Linked DNA regions of Ovis aries: region 1 is linked to region 2. Evidence: chromatin contacts called from public Hi-C data. All regions are on one chromosome and are shown on one strand. The core of a region is the stretch at or near the end of the contact, and the rest is flanking DNA. Distances in the headings are between cores, read along the strand shown. Region 1 overlaps CAMK1D (calcium/calmodulin dependent protein kinase ID). Region 2 overlaps CDC123 (cell division cycle 123).

Region 1 (4,569 bases), core at 1,252-3,751, 330 kb before region 2:
GCAACTAGACTGAACTGAAGTATCACATGTGATATTCTCTCATTTTGAAATGAGTTTTGCTTTGAATCCTTAAAAATAAACACTAATTAAAATCTTGCACACTGCTGATCATAGTTTTAAAAAAGCATCTTGCACATCCTTAGTACAAGACAGGGTACACAGAGTGGAGCCTTATGTCAGGAGGCGGGACTAGAGACTATCACGGTAACGTGTCTCAAGGGGGTCGTATGTCGATTCCATTATTTTCCAGAGTCTTAGTTTCCTCCTCTGGAAATTAACTAGGCAAACAGGAGACTCCCTCAGGTCCTTTCCAACTCTAGCAATCAATGAATCTAAAATTATAATGAGCAAAGTATACTGAAGTATGTATGATCCCACAAAGCTTGATTCTAAGCCAATATGCAGTGTTCTCCAGGATTCTGCCTGCTATACAGAAACCTGGATTACAAGTCATGCTTCAACAGGCTCTTTTGCGTGGGCAAATTTGTCAGTTAGACATGGAATAGAATTTCTTGAGATAAGAATCCATTTACAAGGAAAAGACTTTCTTTTCCCTCTCCCACAGTTAGCCTCTACAAGGCCCTGAACCAACAGAGAAAGGACCGAGTGGTTTGTTCATGTCTGGAATAACTCCAGAAGTTCCAGCCAAGGCTTGGTTGTCTTTAATTCAGAGGAGAAATGAGTTAGTTTCAAGTCAGTGTGAAACACTCAGTGCTTGGCACATGCCAGCACTCAGTAAATGTTGCAGAAAAATGGATAAATCAACGAGTGACTAATCTCAGCCTTCCTAAAGGGTTACAGGCCAAAGACACGCAAAACCTGGGCACCTGAATCAAAAAAAGGTTAGAAGATTCGACTCTTTCTTTCTTTCCTACTCCTATCACCACCCATAATAAATTACAGGTAGGTCTCAAAATCAGAATTATCTGATTTTTTGATAATTTTTAGAATTAATCTGAGGAGTTTTTAAATATAGGATAGATTTCCCTGGTGGTCCAGTGGTTAAGACTCCATGTTTCCACCGCAGGGGGGCACAAATCTGATCCCTACTCAGAGAACAAAGACCCCCGCAAACTGCTCCTTTAAAAACAAATAAGTAAAATTAAAATAAAATATATGCTATCTGGATCCACCCCTCCTGGAGATTATGATTTAATTGTCTTGGAAAGTGGCCTAGGCTTCTGAATTAGAAAAAACAAAAAAAATCCAAGTGATTCAAATGCAAAGTCTGAGTTCCTCTGATAAGTTACTGAGTTAATAAAAACCTTGAATGGTGAGAAAGGATTTACTTTTAAATACTTGGCTGAATACATTTATTTCATAACTGATCTGATTTAAAGATAAGATGCAGGGTGTCCTTAGGATGAAGGTTCAAGGCTACTGGGCCTACATATCAGTCCTCTGGGAAAAATAATATGAAAATTTAACAAATTTCAACTGGTTAACTATAACATTTCTAATATTTTAAGGTCTTAGTAAGGCCTTGAAACACTAACACATTTTAGGGAATGTTGTGATTTCCTTCTCTGGATTTTTGGCTACCTTTCTGTCAAAGGGTAATATACATTTCTCTGGATGTTTTAACATGAGAAGACGCCTTGGAGTCTTGCAGAACATAAAGCTATTACTTGCCTGGAAACAGAGATAAAGTCTTATAACTTTCATTTACCAGCTATGGATGTGAGAGTTGGACTGTGAAGAAGGCTGAGCGCAGAAGAATTGATGCTTTTGAACTGTGGTGTTGGAGAAGACTCTTCAGAGTCCCTTGGACTGCAAGGAGATCCAACCAGTCCATTCTGAAGGAGATCAACCCTGGGATTTCTTTGGAGGGAATGATGCTAAAGCTGAAACTCCAGTACTTTGGCCACCTCATGCGAAGAGTTGACTCATTGGAAAAGACTCTGATGCTGGGAGGGATTGGGGGCAGGAGGAGAAGGGGACGACAGAGGATGAGATGGCTGGATGGCATCACGGACTCGATGGACGTGAGTCTGAGTGAACTCCGGGAGTTGGTGATGGACAGGGAGGCCTGGCGTGCTGCGATTCATGGGGTTGCAAAGAGTCAGACACAACTGAGCAACTGAAATGAACTGATACGAAAATCCAGCCTCCAAAGACACCTTACGAAGGGACTCTCAGAAAGCTTGTTCCAGGGTCACTGCAGGTCATTCCAGTGCGAACTGAAGCCACACAATGTGCGATCCTGTGATGACCTGCAGCCAGAGGCTGACAGCCGGGGCTGCATCCCACGGCTTCCTCACACACACACTGTGCCCCAGACCAAAGACATGGGGTCTGCATTCAAGGAGCACCTCTAAGAGGCTTGTAGCTCTGAACAACTGGCATCCCTGTGAGCATAAAGGAAAGGGGGCCAAGACAATGCATTGGAATCCTGGGAAAAGACATCATGTCCCTTTTCTTTCCTATCACGAGAGCCCTGTGCTTTCTCTGTGCCAATACCCACGGTGAGGTCCTGTATTTCACAACTTGAATCCAGGCTCTGCCAAGCCCGCAGGTGCCCAGAGTGGCTCAGGGGCACGGCCCTGGCACAGCACAGCCTGCAGGTGAACGTGGAGCCCCGGGAGCATGGGTAAGGAATGCAGAGGCACATGGCTGCCACCTGTGCTCCCTCCAGACAACGAAGCCTCACGGCCAGAGGAGCAGGAGGCTGGAGGCTCCGTAAATCTGCTGGAATACTGTGCTGTTTGTTGCTAAAGCGAGGAGCAAGTTATACAAGAAAAAGATGGGGTGAAGAAGAGTTAAAAGAGTAAACTAGAGACAGAAGTCTGCTCTGAACAACTGTTTCCCATCAGCTCCATTTCAGACTGAGGAGGATGGAACTAGACACTTCTCAATGTTCTAGAAAAGTGCCCACCTTCAGACAACTGGCCAGAATCGAGCTTTCTTTAGCTTTTAAACATCAGTGATAAACAATGTCACTGCTCAGGGCTGCTCAGGTCAGCCCCAGGCTTCAGGAAATCAAATGCATTTGATGGAAAAAGTAGTGTTCGGGCACTTTCATGAGGATGTTTGTGGCTGACTGTGTGTATATATAGCACACAATCAGCCACACACACACACACACACACACACACACACTGTGTTCAGTCACTCAGTTGGGTCTGACTCTGTTGTAACCCCATGGACTGTAGCCTGCCAGGCTCCTCTGCCCATGAGACTTTCCAGGCAATAATACTGGAGTGGGTTGCCATTTCCTTCTCCAGGGGATCTTCCTGACCAAGGGATAGAACTCATGTCTCTTGTGTCTTCTGAACTGGCAGGTGGATTCTTTACCACTGTGCCACCTGGGAAGCCATATATATATATATATATATCTGTGTTTTTTAATTGTATAAATTATATATAATATATATTTATCTGTTATATATTATTTATTATATTTATTATATTTATTATATTTATATATTTATAATATATATCATTTATACGACTTAAAAAAACAGAGGTAATCTCTACGACTGTCTAATAAGGGCAACTCTGTTCCTTCTTGAGAAAGCAAGAGTGAATTTCTTCATAACTGCAATTAGAGACATGATTAGAAAGAACAACATGTTTTGCTTTGTCAATGATTGTTAAAACGATGTATCTGATACATGCATAACCTCTCCAAATCGTAGTTTTATGGTAGATGGGTGTGAAGTGCTGAGGTAGTTTGGACTTTATAGTTTTACGACGTCCTGCTAATAAAAGATTATGATAAGCCAGGGGATGAGCACCAGGGCTATGAGCAAATTCTCAGGAATGATACTGTTCACAGATGGTGGCTCATAAACTAATTTCCATTCACCCCGCTTTCTAATCAGAATTTAAAAGGGAGTTAGGAACGCAATCGTGCTGTGAGGGATAAGGGAATGGGAGAAGCCCCGACATACGGACTGACCCTGACCCGGGAGGGGATGGCGGCTGTCCCCTGAGAGCTACACAGGGGTAGCCCGGGAGGGGATGGCGGCTGTCCCCTGAGAGCTACACAGGGGTGGCCCGGGAGGCGATGGCGGCTGTCCCTGGGCTCCTCCGCACACGCAGAGCAGCTGCTGTGCCCAGGCGTTGGCCACAGTCCTCAAGCCAGAGACGGGGGAGGGCAGGCCAGGCCGCGGGCACGCACAGCCCGCCAGGTGCGTTTTAGGTGACTGCCTTTTTCAGAGCAAAGCCATGGAGACTTTTTTCCCTCCAAACATCCAAGCATCTTAGTCCAACAACCAGACTTCCTTGAGGTCACTTTGGATCCGAGCTTTCCAGTCTGGTTTCCCCCAACTCCTCCATGTTCTTAATAAGTATTTTAGAGCCATCATGAGATACAACTTTTACAGACCCAACTCCAATAGATACCAAATGTGAACACAGTGGACACCACCAGCAGGTTGGCTTGTGTTCCCCTTGAGAGCACTTGTAATAAAAGTTACAAAATGAGATTTATACATTCACATTGAAAAAATACCACATGTCTTACCTGTGTGTGTACTGGGGCTCTCTATGTATAAAAACGTATTTTTTTAAAGGGTTCTGTTACTTAAAAAAGGAAGAAAACAAAGCAAAAAAGAAAGATAAGGA
Region 2 (4,920 bases), core at 1,331-3,830:
CACCTGAATGTTTACAATCCTTACACAAATTATCAGTCTAAAAATTACAGGTCCCAGTGAAAAAAGGAAAGAAACAAATCCTTAAATCAAGCAAGGCTGCTTACTACACTGAGACTCCTAGAAGAAGAAACAATCCTAGCATGAGTATCCTAACAAAAACAATAAAATGTCTTCAGTCATACCAAATATAACAATATCTGTATTATTCCCTAATCAACTAAACCAAGAACACAGACGATCCAAACACTCGCATCTATAATACAGGGAAAAAAACCCTGATTCTCTCATTTCCAAAAATAAGTTTCGCATTTGCCAAAAAAAAAAAAAAACAAGGCAGGATTCCAAAAATAACAGCAAGGCACTGATCAAGGAAAGCAAGTTACAGAGAAGAAATATTGAATTGTTCAATCTACTCTAGCTTTTGTCCTATTAACATAATTTAAAAGTCATGGTAAGAACTAGTATAAATTCTCAAATCCCAACTCAGTATATAATGTAAAATTATATAACGTTATAAATTTGTGAGCAAAAGCAAGAAATATGTCATATACCTAACACTTCCACTGTGTTAACCAATACATTTAAATAACACTTGGAAAATTTGTCTGAGTTATGAAAAAACATGCAATCATTTGTGATCACTTTGGAATCTGGGCAACTGTTACAGAATTCCTCGTTAGACCCGAAATCAGTCCGGGTCCAGATTGACGAGTGTCCCATAGAAAGGAGAAACCACGCAGGCACGTGTTCTACTTTCATCTCCACCCGCTAGGACTCAGGCCCTCAGGAAAAGAACTGATGAAACAAGATTCCTCTCGAGAAATCTGCCGACAGTTCTACTGCTGTTTCTCTGCAAAATTTGCCTTTGCTCTCTGGTTGTTTTTAAGAACCCCTTTGTCTCTAATGCTCTGCAGTTACACTAGTCAAATGCTGTGAGTTCTCTAGAGCGGGCCAGTCAATGTGGCAGGAAGGAAGGAAAGAGAAACCATAGACTCAGTCAACTGGGAGAACAGTAACTATGCGAACTGACTCTAGACAACTCAGGTATTGCCTAAATCCACTGGCTGAGATCAAAATTTGATTATTTTTATAAGAGAAGACATCATCATTAAACTTTTATGGGTGGCAGTACACAAAATCACGAATATTTCAAAGTGGGAAGACCGCCTAGTTATTTTACTAGGGCACAATCCTCATTCATAAGCTTCCCTAAAACAATGGAAGATTACAACGTTATACGTCACAGAAAACAACCCTTTAATATCAGAAAAAAAAAAAATTATGCCAAGGACAGAAATAAAAGAGAAAAACATAGCACCCACAGAAAATTAAGCACCAAAGTGGTAGTGCTAAAGATTTTACTGCTCGTCAGGATCCAAAATAAGAGTTTAGGTACAGAGATTCCATTTCTTAAGGTCTCACTGGTGGTGGAAAAGCAAAGACAAAAAATGTTACTGAATTAAGGGAGACTGGGTGTGTTCATTCGAATTATCATAAATTCTTCTTCAAAAAGAGATAAAATATGCTATCTAAAATTGTAACAATCTAACACACTGTAAATCAGCTACACTTAAATTTTAAAAATACAATAAAATTAAAGTGATATAAAGTGGAAAAAGTGTCACCTAAATCAGTTCAGTTCAGTCATTCAGTCAGTCGTGTCCGACTCTCTGCGACCCCATAAACTGCAGCACGCCAGGCCTCCCTGTCCATCACCAACTCCCAGGGTTTATCCAAATTCATGTCCATTGAGTCGGTGATGCCATCCAACCATCTCACCCTCTGTTGTCCCCTTCTCCTCCTGCCCTCAATCTTTCAAACGAGTCAACTTTTCACATCAGGTGGCCAAAGTATTGGAGTTTCAGCTTCAACATCAGTCCTTCCCATGAACACCCAGGACTGATCTCCTTTAGGATGGACTGGTTGGATCTCCTTGCAGCCCAAGGGACTCTCAAGAGTCTTCTCCAACACCACAGTTCAAAGCATCAATTCTTTGGCGCTCAGCCTTCTTCACAGCCCAACTCACATCTACATATGACTACTGGAAAAACCACAGCCTTGACTAGACGGACCTTTGTTGACAAAGTAATGTCTCTCCTTTTTAATATGCTGTCACCTAAATAAATGGGCCTAAAAAAATTATAAGGTATAGGTTCTGTTAAGTCTAACTTAGGCAGAAAGTTTTACTCCTGAAACTATTTGCTGCTGAATTTTAGGGTTAATAACCAGTTCCAATAATCTTAAGAACAAAATGTATAAAAATTATGCTGATTAAAACTGAGCTTAAATTACTAAGAGAAGTGAACTTTGCTGACCTCTAGTAACTCTGCCTTCCTTAGTCATGCATGACCTTCTCAGAGAAACAATTAATGGATTAATTTTTTCACTCACTCAGCCCTTTCTTCTATATTCCAACTGAATACCAGATTTTTCTTTCTTGCCTTGGTCTACTGAAGTGACATCCCCATCAATAAAATAATTAGTGAAAGCAGCTTTCTGACTCAACAAGCCTTATCACAAAGAATGTTTATCTGCGCAAATAATTCACTCAGCAAGTACAATGCAGAGAGATAATGCTGTGTCACATTTCAGCTTCCACTTTTCAAAGCTTCTTGTACACAATAACCATTTGACTAACAGGAAAAATAACAGTGTACTTACTATTCCATGTCAAATTACAATGGGGACAGCAGTCCTAGTCATCTACCCTCTAGCTGGTCCCAACCTTCATCCTTGCTAATGGAACTGCGGTGTTCAGCTGAAGACATGTGGTCCTCTGGCACCCTGGGGTGCACATATACAGCTAAGCACAAAGTCCTTGAGCTGCGGGCCCGCACCTGCAGCACCAGCGTCACCTGGGAACGTGTCAGAAATTACATTCTTGGGCCCCAAGCCCAGCCTAGTGAATTGGAAACTTGGGAGGTAGGGACCAGCAAGCTGTGTTTTACCAAATTCTCCAGATGACTCTGATCCAAGCTGAAGCTGGAGAGCCTCTGTTCTAAACCAGTCACAGCATCTCTGTTCCCTCTGCCAACGACTGGATGAGGTTGAGTATGTGACCATGAGCTATCAGGAAGTCTCAGGGAAGGTTCCAGACTGCTTTACTTGCTCACAGAGAAGAACGAGAGGCAACAGAACCACCCCTCCTATTTTCGATTAAGATATTGTCATCTTCATACCATATGTGCAGAATAGCAGCTACCTTGTAACCATTCTGTGATGTTGGGTGATGAACCCAAACATCAAGCCAGTAAGCCAAGGGTGACAGAGGGAAAGACTGAAAGAGCCTGGTCCCTGCTGGGCCTGATGAGCTGCCGACAGCCCTTAGAAATAGTCCATCTCCAGACTCCCTGTTAAATAATGTATTTGTTAAAAACCCTGTGTGAGAACTCTTTCTGGTTGGCTTTCTGTTAACCTGTAAATGTAACTATGGTATCCTTGTTTCTTTTGTTGAAGCAAGCTCCCAAAGAGTGTAATGTTACATAATTTTCATAATGTTATATAATTCTACACACATAATTATATACTATAATATTCCTTCTTACACTCTAATATTTTACTTTGAAGTATTTTAGAAAAGAAGGAATTTATAACTTCATCAAATGAAAACACAAAGAACATTTAGAATGACATTACTGAAATTACATTCTGGTTTTGGTTCTATTAACTATAGGGATAAATTACTGAACAGTTTTGGGCCTCAACTTTCTAAATGATGGAAGGGTCAAACTAAATCACTGATAAGATCCTGTCCTACTTAAAGATCATACTCTTTAATTTTTAAGGGGTCTGGAAAGACCTCTATGATCAAAGTTCATCCATATTGACCCAATCAATAGGGATTTTTCTAGACTGATAAGACTTACGAATTGTTACATAAGTGATGACTGACAAAGATTTCTGGAAGTACTGCCTGTCTGAAAGTTCAGCACTTGGTATCTGTCCTGCCAACCCACACTATTTACACAGGGAGAAGGATGGTATTCTGCGGACAAACACTCCAAACACAGGGCCTCAAATGCACCTGCTGATTTAACCTATTCCCCATGCAAAAGTCAAAAAGCATAAAATGCAAAATGACTGACTAGTATTTCTACCCTTCACTGGAATCATAGCTAAATTCACCTAAGATAAAAGGAGAGTTGTGCTAAGGGAAGCCAGCAGGTCACTGGACTGCAAAAATGGTTTTAAACACCATCGGCTACAGAGCATTAAAAATGGTTTATATCCTGTGGAAAGGAAATGATGTCCTTATATATATATTCATTGTAACTAATAGCAAAAACCCATATCCAGCGAATTAACAGGTACAGGGTATTTCTGATGCAATATATTCCAAGGCCTCTTTACAAAAGCATTTGATGACAAAAAGCTCTACAATGGCACAAAAAATCTGAAAGCCACAACATCTTCTAAACAGAGGGTATCTTTCAGAATGAAAATGCTGCCCATCACCCCTAAAACAAACCAGTTTTTGAGTTTGTTTGGGTTTATTTGTTTTGGGCTTATTTGACTGAAATACCAGTCAGTCATTTCCTTATCACACCTGTGCCAACACAACCATAAAAGGCTGACACCTAAATATCACAACAGCATAAAGTTTTTTCTGTAAGAAACAGAAAAATCAACACAGCTAAACTCCTTTTACAATAAATTGGCAATACGATCATACTCGCTTACTATTACCTAACTTCGCTCTCTTTAACATAGTACTAAAACCACATGCCCGAGCTTCAGAACCAGACGTAAAAGAGATGATGCACAACTGACTTGTAGGGAACTTGTTTTTTTCAAGCTAGGCCCCTCTTCAAAAACAGATTTGAGGCTAACAGGGGATGAATTAGCAAACTGAACTAGGGAAGATATGGCAGGCATACACAATATTTTTCACCTGTCTATCTACTTAGTTTCTAGATTTTC

What was found. Hi-C and Micro-C count contacts between places; a contact is called where the count stands out from the background.
Region 1: a contact with region 2 is called in a Hi-C map of liver, with 3 times the contacts expected there. The contact joins two enhancer-like sites. A contact is called at or near these places in 9 of 16 Hi-C or Micro-C datasets (blood, hypothalamus, liver and 5 more).

The regions. Positions count from the first base shown.
Region 1 is chr13:16,501,098-16,505,666 of ARS-UI_Ramb_v3.0, reverse strand. The region is part of intron 2 of CAMK1D (calcium/calmodulin dependent protein kinase ID); the gene reads right to left. Among named protein-coding and RNA genes, the nearest start is that of TRNAE-UUC, 39 kb to the left of the region's middle. Within about 2 kb of position 2,501, at least 2 of the 54 cell types and tissues checked have an H3K27ac peak or open chromatin away from gene starts, as enhancers often do. A contact at or near this core is called in liver, where this site is marked.
Region 2 is chr13:16,174,946-16,179,865 of ARS-UI_Ramb_v3.0, reverse strand. All of the region lies in intron 4 of CDC123 (cell division cycle 123), which reads right to left. Among named protein-coding and RNA genes, the nearest start is that of NUDT5, 22 kb to the right of the region's middle. Within about 2 kb of position 2,580, at least 3 of the 54 cell types and tissues checked have an H3K27ac peak or open chromatin away from gene starts, as enhancers often do. A contact at or near this core is called in liver, where this site is marked.